Regions from separate parts of the Gossypium hirsutum genome. Here region 2 is linked to region 1. Evidence: chromatin contacts called from public Hi-C data. All regions are on one chromosome and are shown on one strand. Each heading gives the region's core, a stretch centred on a gene start, on an enhancer-like site or on the middle of the called end of the contact. The rest is flanking DNA. Distances are from core to core; before and after follow the strand shown.

Region 1 (5,023 bases), core at 1,616-4,115:
ACATTGGAAGAAAGATTGTCCAAAATTGAAGAAAAAAGGGAAGACTCCGCAAGATGCAAATGTTGCAGAATGCAATAGTGAAGCAGAGTCAGACTTTTCTCTTAGTATGACATCTTCAACATTATATGCAGATGAGTGGATCATGGATTCTGGTTGTTCCTATCATATGTGTCCCATTCGGGAATGGTTCTTTGAATTTCAAAAACTAGATGAAGGGGTTGTTTACATGGGTAATGATAACACATGTAAAATAGCCGGGATAGGTTCAATTAAACTGAGGAGTCATGATGGATCTACTAGAATTTTGCGGGATGTACGATATGTCCCAAAGTTGAAGAAGAATCTCATCTCTTTGGGGTCGTTAGAATCTAAAGGCCTAGTTGTGACAATACGAGATGGAGTTCTTAAAGCAACTTCAGGAGCATTGGTGATGTTGAAAGGCATAAGAAAGAACAATCTGTATTACTACCAAGGTAGTACAGTGGTCGGGACAACAGCAGCAGCAATTACGAGTACCAAGAAGGACGCTGAGGCAACACAGCTGTGGCATATGCGTTTGGGCCATGCTGGTGAAAAATCCTTGCAAACTCTAGCCAAGCAAGGATTATTGAAAGGTACAAAGACTTGCAAACTTGAATTTTGCGAGCATTGTGTTCTGGGAAAACAACGAAGGGTGAAATTTGGCACTGGGATTCACAATACTAAAGGTATTCTGGATTATGTGCATTCTGATGTATGGGGACCGTCCAAGACTCCATCACTTGGAGGAAGACGTTATTTTGTCACCTTTATTGATGATTTTTCCAGACGAGTTTGGGTGTTTCCTATGAAGAACAAAGATGAGGTGCTTGAAGTTTTCCTTAAGTGGAAAACTAAAGTTGAAAATCAGACAGGAAGGAAGATTAAGGTTCTCCGATCAGACAACGGTGGAGAATATAAAAGCGATCCTTTCCTGAAGATATGCCAAGATTGTGGCATAGTAAGGCACTTCACCGTAGGTGGAACACCGCAACAGAATGGGGTGGCAGAGCGTATGAATCGAACGCTTGTGGAGAAAGTTCGATGTATGTTATCTAATGCTGGATTAGATAGAAAGTTTTGGACTGAGGCTGTGACGTACGCTCAACATCTCATCAATCATTTGCCATCATCTGCTATAAATGGCAAGACTCCTTTGGAGAAATGGTATGGAAAACCTGCTACTGATTATGACACCTTGCGCATTTTTGGTTCTATTGCATATTATCATGTGAAAGAATCAAAGTTAGATCCAAGAGCAAAGAAGGCTCTATTCATGGGCTTCAATGCTGGTGTTAAGGGATATCGTTTGTGGTGTCTAGAGGCAAAGAAGACGATAATCAGTAGGGATGTTACCTTTCATGAATCTGCCATGTTGAATAAGGTAAATCCAGAAGGAGTGAGTAGTACTTCGCAGCAGGTGGAGTGTACTCCGCAGCAGGTGGAGTTTGAGCAGAGTGTGGTAATTCCAGCAAAAGGTACCACTAGTGATTCTTCATTGGCAGATGCAGAGTCAGATGAGGAAGAGGTTTCTACCCAAGAACCTCAACAGCAATCAGAGCCAATTGCAGTCAGAAGGCAGAGACGAGAAATTCAGAAACCTGCTCGTTTCACTGACATGGTAGCTTATGCACTTCCAGTTGTTGATAATATTCCATCCACTTACACCGAAGCCATTCAGAGTTTAGAGAATTATAGATGGTTAGGTGCAATGGAAGAGGAAATGCAATCTCTAGAGAAAAACAAGATGTGGAAGCTGGCACAACTACCAAAAGGGAAGAAGGCGATTGGTTGCAAAATTGAAGACACTATTGAAGTTTGTGTTATGAGAAGATGTTCGAAGATGTGGAATATCGCCAAGGTGGAGATTTGTTGAATATTGGCAATATCCCACATTAGGAAAAGATAGAAATGGAGGGGGTTTGGTTTGTTATATATAGAACCCCTCCCCCTTTGGTTGTATTATCCCAAAATCTTCTCCTTTGTAATATTTCTAGAGGAAATATTAATTTGGTAGTGTCCGAGGACGTAAGCTAAATTGGCCGAACCTCGTTAAAACTCTGGTATTTTATTTCTTATTTGTTTGCTTTTATTTAATAGCTTTATATTGGTTATATTTATTTAGTTATTATTGCTATAAATATCTAAGTGAGTTCTGTCTAGTTGTTGGGTTTTAAGCGGGACCATTGTGACCCCTCCAATTTAACTGGGAATTTTCTTAGTATAATTGTTGGCATAATAATTATCTAAATATTTCTGATAATATTGTTATTAATATTATCGTCGCTTCCGCAACATGTACAACATCATATGCACCAAATACAAAATCAAATAGTATGACTCTACCCAAACCGTATTTAGAGATCAAAAATTAAATTATTTAATAATTTCCTTTTCAGCCAATTGCCAGATTTAAGAATTATCATAAAAAAAATGAGTTAAAAATTTTACCAACAAAATAAAATGATTTAGGCTAACCTTGCAAGGACGGCCTTTAATAACAATGTAACCGTTCTTACGGATGGTACCAGCTTGCTGGGGATAAGTTTTAGAAGCTCCAGCATCAGCTTTAGACTCGAAGTGGTCCTCCTCGTCCGACATCACCGCTTTAAAAAAAAACAATAGAGAAACACTGGAAAAGCAGCGATTGAGACAAAAGGGAAATGGATTTTATAACTGTGAAAATGTATGAAAATGCAGGGTTAACTTCGTTTTATTTATTTATTTTATTTTAGGAAATGTGGGAAATTTGGGTAAAGTCAAGTATGTTGAAGTGGGGAGAGAGTGTAGTCCATTGTGGGATTGGAAAATATCTTTTAGGTCTGCGTGTAAAGGACGTTTTGCCTCAAATGCATTTACGGGTTTTTTACTCTGATATTATAAAAAAAAAATTATACACCAAAATAAGTTGTCAGTCAGATTAATTACAAAAATAGTATACTTTTTGGGGTCGTACCTACTTAATAGGCATAACCTATTATTTTATTATTAAATTTCTTTTTTTGTTTTAAAAAATTATTATTATATTATTTTTAATATTTATATTAATATATAGATAAAAATACGGGTTTTACACGGATAAAAAATACCCGAAACGAGTCGAGCCTGTCAGGTAGGCACGACTAGTCGTGCCTGACAGGTAGGCACAACACCCTGCACATTTCCCTTTCTTTGCATTTTACAAAAAATTGATCTTATATCACTTTTGGTCCCTCTACTAAGCCTAAAATTAAAATTCAATCTTTATACTTGAATTTCTACAATAATATTTGGTTCTATTTTTTATAATTTTTTTTCCAAATAATTAATATTGTTAATTACTTTGATAAAATTTTTGACGTGTTTTTTTAAACAAAAAATTAGTTTAACAAAACAATGATATGTTAAGTTAGAATAAATTTTAAATAATAAAATTTCTAACAAAATTGTATTAAAATTTTTGTTAATTACTCTATAAAATTTTTGATTAGTTTAACAAAACAATGATATGTTAAGTTGGAATAAGTTTTAAATAATAAAATTTCTAACAAAATTTTATTAAAATTTTTGTTAATTACTCTGATAAAATTTTTGTCGTGTTTTTTTAAACAAAATATTAGTTTAACAAAACAATGATATGTTAAGTTGGAATACATTTTTGTTAGAAATTTTATTATTTAAAACTTATTACAGCTTAACATATCATTGTTTTGTTAAACTAATATTTTGTTTAAAAAACACGTTAAAAACTTTAACAGAGTAATTAACAATATTAATTATTTGGAAAAAAATTATAAAAAATAGGACCAAATATTATTGTAGAAATTCAAGTATAAAGATTGAATTTTAATTTTAGGCCTAGTAGAGAGACCAAAAGTGATATAAGACCAATTTTTTGTAAAATGCAAAGAAAGAAAAGGGAAATGTGCAGGGTGTTGTGCCTGCCTATTAGGCACGACTAGTCGTGCCTACCTGACAGGCTCGACCCGTTTCGGGTATTTTTTATCTGTATAAAACCCGTATTTTTATCTATATATTAATATAAATATTAAAAATAATATAATAATAATTTTTTAAAACAAAAAAATTTTAATAATAAAATAATAGGTTGTGCCTGTCAGGTAGGCACGACCCCAAAAAGTATACCATTTTCGTAATTAATCTGGCTGACAACCCATTTTGGTGTATAATTTTTTTATAATATTGGGGTAAAAAACCCTGCATTTGCTTATATTTTATTGAGGAGAGGTTATATTAAATTGTGATTTTATGTTATTTTTATTTGTTTAATAGGAGAATAATAAATTATATTTTTCTTCTTAATTTTTCTCCTATTGAAAAAATAATAAAAGTTATGTGAAATTATTTCATGCAATCATTTTTTTTAATTTTTAGTTACTTCTTTACTTTTTCATTACATTACAAAAAAAATGTTATACGATATTATAACTTCTCTTTAGTTCTCTTTTAAAAAACCTTTTATTTTTATTTAAGTTTATGTCAAAAAAAAATTTTAAAAATAGAAAAGTATAAGTTAAATTTCTATATTAAATTCACACTTAATTAAGTTCCTTTCGTTAACAAAAAAATCAATTAAATCTTTCTATTAATAATTCCCATCATTGATCACGTTGATCGTTAAAATAAATTGACGGATCAATCAAATTGTGACATGTGGCAACTTCTAGTTTAATATATTTTTTTCCATAAAAAATATATATATCTGAAAAATTATTAAAATTTAAAATATAAAATTGATATAAACTTATAAAGAATAATAAAAAAATTATAAATATTTTAATAAATAAAATTATAAAAATTAAAATCTCTGCAACCTCTACTATTTAAAAAAAAATCATAAAGGTTGTTTTCTAATCTACTCTCTGTAGCACGTCTTGTGATTTTGTTTTTTTATTCATGTTGTTCTATTCTACTGTTTTCAATTAAAGAATGTTCTATTAGGGCTTTGTCGAAATGGAAAAAGAACTGGCATATCTCAATATAAAGGATGGTGAAGAAGAAGTTT
Region 2 (5,023 bases), core at 834-3,333, 190 kb before region 1:
CAAATCAGATTTTGCACACAACATTCTGAAAATTTGCGTTTCCATTAATGCTTTTATGCATGAAATCATATTTCATCACTCTCTAACATACGGAGTCCTCTTAGGGCTCTTGCCCTTTTACATGAAAATTTTCAATTCATGATTTTTTTTTGTTTTCTTTAACCCTGAAACAAAATATCAATTACATATTCATGAATTGAAGGAATCTCCTTTTGTATATAACGATAGTGGTTCAATGATAAATATTTAACTTTGTTAAAGAAGTACTATCATTAACTCTAGTTTATATTAATAATTTTTTATTTCGGGAATCATTTATGAATGAATTGATGGAATCTTCCCCTATAACAAAGATGATTGAAGGAAATTCATAAATAATCTCCTGGAAAGGAAGTTGATTACAATATTGACAATGAATGCTGTTTATGATATTTCACTTTAAAAGTTCAAATTATTTTACTGAAAACAGGCGAATCCAATTCAAAAAGTGGGAAACATGTCAGTTTTTCTCTGATTTACCTAGGAAATGGACTATTTTTAACAGCTTTTTGTCCATATTTCCGCCACCGGTAGCCATCTTCAAGATGTTCAACTTCACTCTTGGTCATAAATGCAAAACGTGGCTGTCGAATTCGCTTTTGCCCCTTCTTCCTGGCCTTACTCCTACACAAAAATATTCCACCCACAATTTATCAAATTAAAAAACGAAAAGATAACATATTCCTAAAATTTGTTTCTTTGAGAAAAATGAAAAAAAGAGAGCAAGGAAGCTTAACTAATAAACATGCAACTAGTGAAGTAGATACATGAATGCAGCCATTAATGATGGGAATAAAAATCAATCAAAGTAATAAAAACAACTTTCTTTAAACAAGAAATGCATTAATATGGAACAAACTAATCCATGGTTTCATGAGATGAATGTCTCTGACCAATGTCCATTTTGTAGGACTGCATTTCCAAATTCCTAAAACAATGGGCAAATACCCATCACATATATAACACTAAAATCCCGTATAAAGTGAGAATGCATAGCTTTAAGTGAGGGGATGAATTCAGAACAAAAGGCAGACTTCATGGGGGTAAAATAAATGGGGAAGAAGTACTAATTGGGAGTATCTAAAGGGTTCATATGTCACCAAAAGAGGGCTTTTCGGAGCTATATTCTCGCTTATTGCCTAACGTGGAAATAAAGAGCCGAAAGAAGTTTTTTTTTTTTAAAAAAAAAAGGGGATTTCTGAAAGCACGCCGTTCCCGCTGCAATAGCGGCGGTGTTCAAGGAGGCCACTTAGCTTATTGTAGCCAAAAAGTCCCTTTTATTTTTCGCCCTTTATTCCCTTAATTGCACCTATTATGTCGCTAAATTTACGAAACAACCCTAAACCTCCCCCAACTTGCATGAAACAAAGGCTGCTTCTGTTTGACAGTTTCCGAGTGTACGGACTCCCAAGATTGCACCCGTCTCTTCTCTCTCATGACTTTTTGATACGGTGGCTTTTATTACATCTCTTATGTTGCCCATAGAAATTGTGCTTAATTACGATTCAGTCCCCCCGCAATAGCATAAAAAAGAAAAGGATAAAAAAGAAACATTTCCTTCCAATTTTCATGTCATTTTTTTCCTATTTTCATCGGTGGGATGGATGTTTGTTCACTACTACTCACGGTATCTCGGGCGGTTTCCCGCCGGATCCCGTATATTTCTCCGACGGATCCTCTCCGGAGCTCGAAGACACCGATGGAATCAATGTCGACACGTCAGCCGCCCCGCCAGCAGGACTCGACGCTGTCCCTGAACCCGAAACCGAACCACACGCAGCAGCAGCAACACAGCTATGCGAGCCGCTAAAGCTTCCCGCCAAATAAGGCCTGGTGTCGGCCCGGTCGAGTTCATCGAACCGGTCAATCTGTTCAGCATGATCAGGTTGCAGATTCCAGTCGAACTCACTCAGTATATTGCTCTCCTTATCGAAGAAGTAGTTGACGCTGTCGGAGACTGAGTCAGGTCCTCCAGCGAGTGCCCAGCTCGAATTGGATGTAAATTCACTCGCTGGATCCACACCCTCTTTATCTTCCATCCTCTTAAACGAAAGGAAAAAATAATTAAAAAATTAAAGCAGACAAAACAGAATCTAAAACAGAACGCGGAGAGGGAAGAATTAAAAAGGAAAAGAAAAAAGGAATGGAAGGAGAGAGAGAGAAAGAGCCAGCTAGGGTTTTGGGTTGGAATGTATAAGTTTTAGTGTTGGGAAGGGACGCCTAGCATTTCGAAGTTTATTTTTTTCTTCTTTTGTAGCGTCAATCCAAAAGAGAAAAAAGAGAGTTAAAAAGAGATGAGGTGCAAAGAACGAGCGAGTAAGAGAGAGAGTAGGGGAATAGTCGGATATAGAGAAAAGATAATAACGGCGTCAACTGAAAATAGTTAAGGATGGCATGTGGGACCCACGCGCATGGACTGAAAATAGTGATAGGCACAGAAAGTTTCCGACATAACTCTAACGCGAGCAAAGCACCGTGTCCTCCAAACATCCATTTAGTTTACATGGATAATGTTATTAATCTCGGTGAAATATTAATTATTGTAAGGATGAAATTAGTTATTATAGCATTTCTAGTAAAACATGAGAATTAAGAATATAAAAATTAGTTTGGAAGAGAGGTTACTTGATAATATTTTGAGGGGAAATTTTCGTTTTTTGGAGAGCTTTTTAAGGTTTGGTTAATGATTCGTGATGCTATAGTTTGGTCTATTAGGGATGAAAATAGTATTCAGTGTTGGAAAGATTAATGGATTTCAATGTCGGCCCATTGAATAATATTATCCCTTCTCATGCTAATCTTGTTTCAGACTCCTTGCTTAGTGGAATAGTAATAGAGGGAGGCATGTGAGATCTGGATTTGTTTCGTGTTTGGGTTCCACAAGAAGTTGTTCGAAGGATTATGAGCATCCCCCCTCCTCATCCAGATGCAGGTACGGATTAAATTGTGAAAATAATAAAAGTTAATCACTATAAAGTTTTAATTAATTTAGGGACCGATTAAGCAATTAGACCTATTTTTTATATAGCATTGGGATGATGATGTATTCATCCATCATTTTAGTTTAGTTATAATAATTAGTAAGTTAATTAGGAATTAGTTAATTTAATTAAGATTGATTAATTTTAAACTTACTATAAAAGAAAAAGAAAAAGAAAAAGAAAAGAAATCATTTTCCTTTTCATCTTCTTCAAATCGATTCTAAGAAGAAAATATAGGGTTTGGACATTCAATTTTTTGGTCTTTTGATTTCTAAGGTAATTCTAGTCCTTTTCTTGTAATTTTTTTTATTTTTGAGGTCCCATGAGCTTAATTTAGTTACCCCATGTACCAATTTGTAAAACTGTTAATGTAACGGCCCGATTTTAGGCCCAGTCAGAACAGTGGTTTCGGGACCACTAATCCAAGGTCAGAGAAATTATTTTTAATGTTATTTTATGTGTTGTGGCATGATTATATGAGAGGATGAAAATTTTGGTGAATTAATTTTAGCGATTTCATGCTTAATTGTGAAAAATGACTAAATCGCATAAAGTGCAAAAGTCCTATTTTGATAGCGAAGGGTGTCAAATAGCTAGAGAACCTAAATTGGGGGTCTTTAAAGGGAAATTAAACCCTTAAAATACAAGCTAGCCGGCCATAGAGACATGAGGAGTCAAAAAAGTCAAAAGATGATTAGGGTTGGTAATTGATGACATTAGCAAATTGAATATTAAAATAAAATCAAAGGGGTCATCTTTCTTCTCCATTTTCCACCGAAAATAGTGGGTTTTTGAAGCTTGAAATTTCAGCCACTTAGTCTCTCTACAAGTAAGTGATCTTGATGGTTCTTCTTGATGATTTTTGTACTTTTAGAACCCTTGTAGCATGAGCTTTCAAATAAGAGGATTATTTTGCAAAATGGTTAAAAGTATAGGGTTTTACCATGAGGTTGTTCATGTTTTTTTCTGAAATTTTATGGAAGAAAATGAATCATGGTTGTAAAATAAACAACTTTTGTGAAGTAGTTTTCATGGAAACCCTAACTAAGGACCATTTTGCATAAGTTGTAAAATAGTTGATAAATGTGTGAAATAATGAGAATTGTGGGCTGCTCTTAGTATAAAAAGTATTCGGCTAGGCTTGATTAACAAGAAAATATGATAAAAATTGATTTTCGGGTCTAGGGGTAAAATGGTCATTTTGTGAAAGTCTAAGGGCAAAATGGTCATTTTGCCCAATTATAAATTTTTGAGTACCTAGATCAATAAAATGATTAAATTTTTGATTTTTTATCATTATAAATCAAGAATTATAAAATTCGGGCCTAGACTGGGGAAAAGGAAAATAAGTGGACTAAGTCGAACTAGTCGTCTACATTTTGTAATCCGAGGTAAGTTGTACGTAAATAATACAACTACATTGTTATTATATGTGTTTAAATTGATATAGCATAAATTGCTTGTTTGTGGAAATGATTATGTATGATGAATATTGAGATAGTAGAACTCCTGTTTGAACCTTAGGAAATAAATCGAATATTTATGCCGTGACATTCGGGTTATTGTGTGCTAGTATAAGACATGTCTGGGACATGCATCGGCTACATTATGAGAGCCAGTGTAAGACCATATCTAGGCCATGGCATTGGCATTGAAACGAGAGCTAGTGTAAGACATGTCTAGGACATGCATCGGCTACGAGATGTGTCAATGTAAGACCATGTCTGGGACATGGCATCGACACATATAGAGGTGTCAGTGTAAGACCATGTCTGGGACATGGCATCGGTACAGACATGTGAGAGCTAGTGTAAGACCATATTTGGGACATGGCGTCGGCCTCAATTTTGATAGTCAATGTAAGACCATGTCTGGGACATGGCATCAACTTGATGGATGAGCCAGTGTAAGACCATGTTTGGGACATGGCATCGGCATCATACCCTATGTTTGAGGCTTAATGAATATCCAATAGCATTCCAAATGGTTCAACGGTGAGAGTT

What was found. Hi-C and Micro-C count contacts between places; a contact is called where the count stands out from the background.
Region 2: a Hi-C map of leaf shows a contact between it and region 1, with 1.8 times the contacts expected there. The contact joins the promoter of LOC107887360 here to the promoter of LOC107887366 in region 1. A contact is called at or near these places in 4 of 34 Hi-C or Micro-C datasets (callus and leaf).

Annotation. Positions count from the first base shown.
Region 1 is chrA03:67,387,836-67,392,858 of Gossypium_hirsutum_v2.1, reverse strand. LOC107887366 (eukaryotic translation initiation factor 5A-2) reads right to left here and starts at 2,865. Exons shown (of 5, transcript XM_016811573.2): 1 at 2,497-2,865. The coding sequence starts at 2,619.
Region 2 is chrA03:67,581,072-67,586,094 of Gossypium_hirsutum_v2.1, reverse strand. LOC107887360 (probable WRKY transcription factor 57) reads right to left here and starts at 2,083. Exons shown (of 3, transcript NM_001326738.1): 1 at 1,666-2,083; 2 at 520-663. The coding sequence starts at 2,078.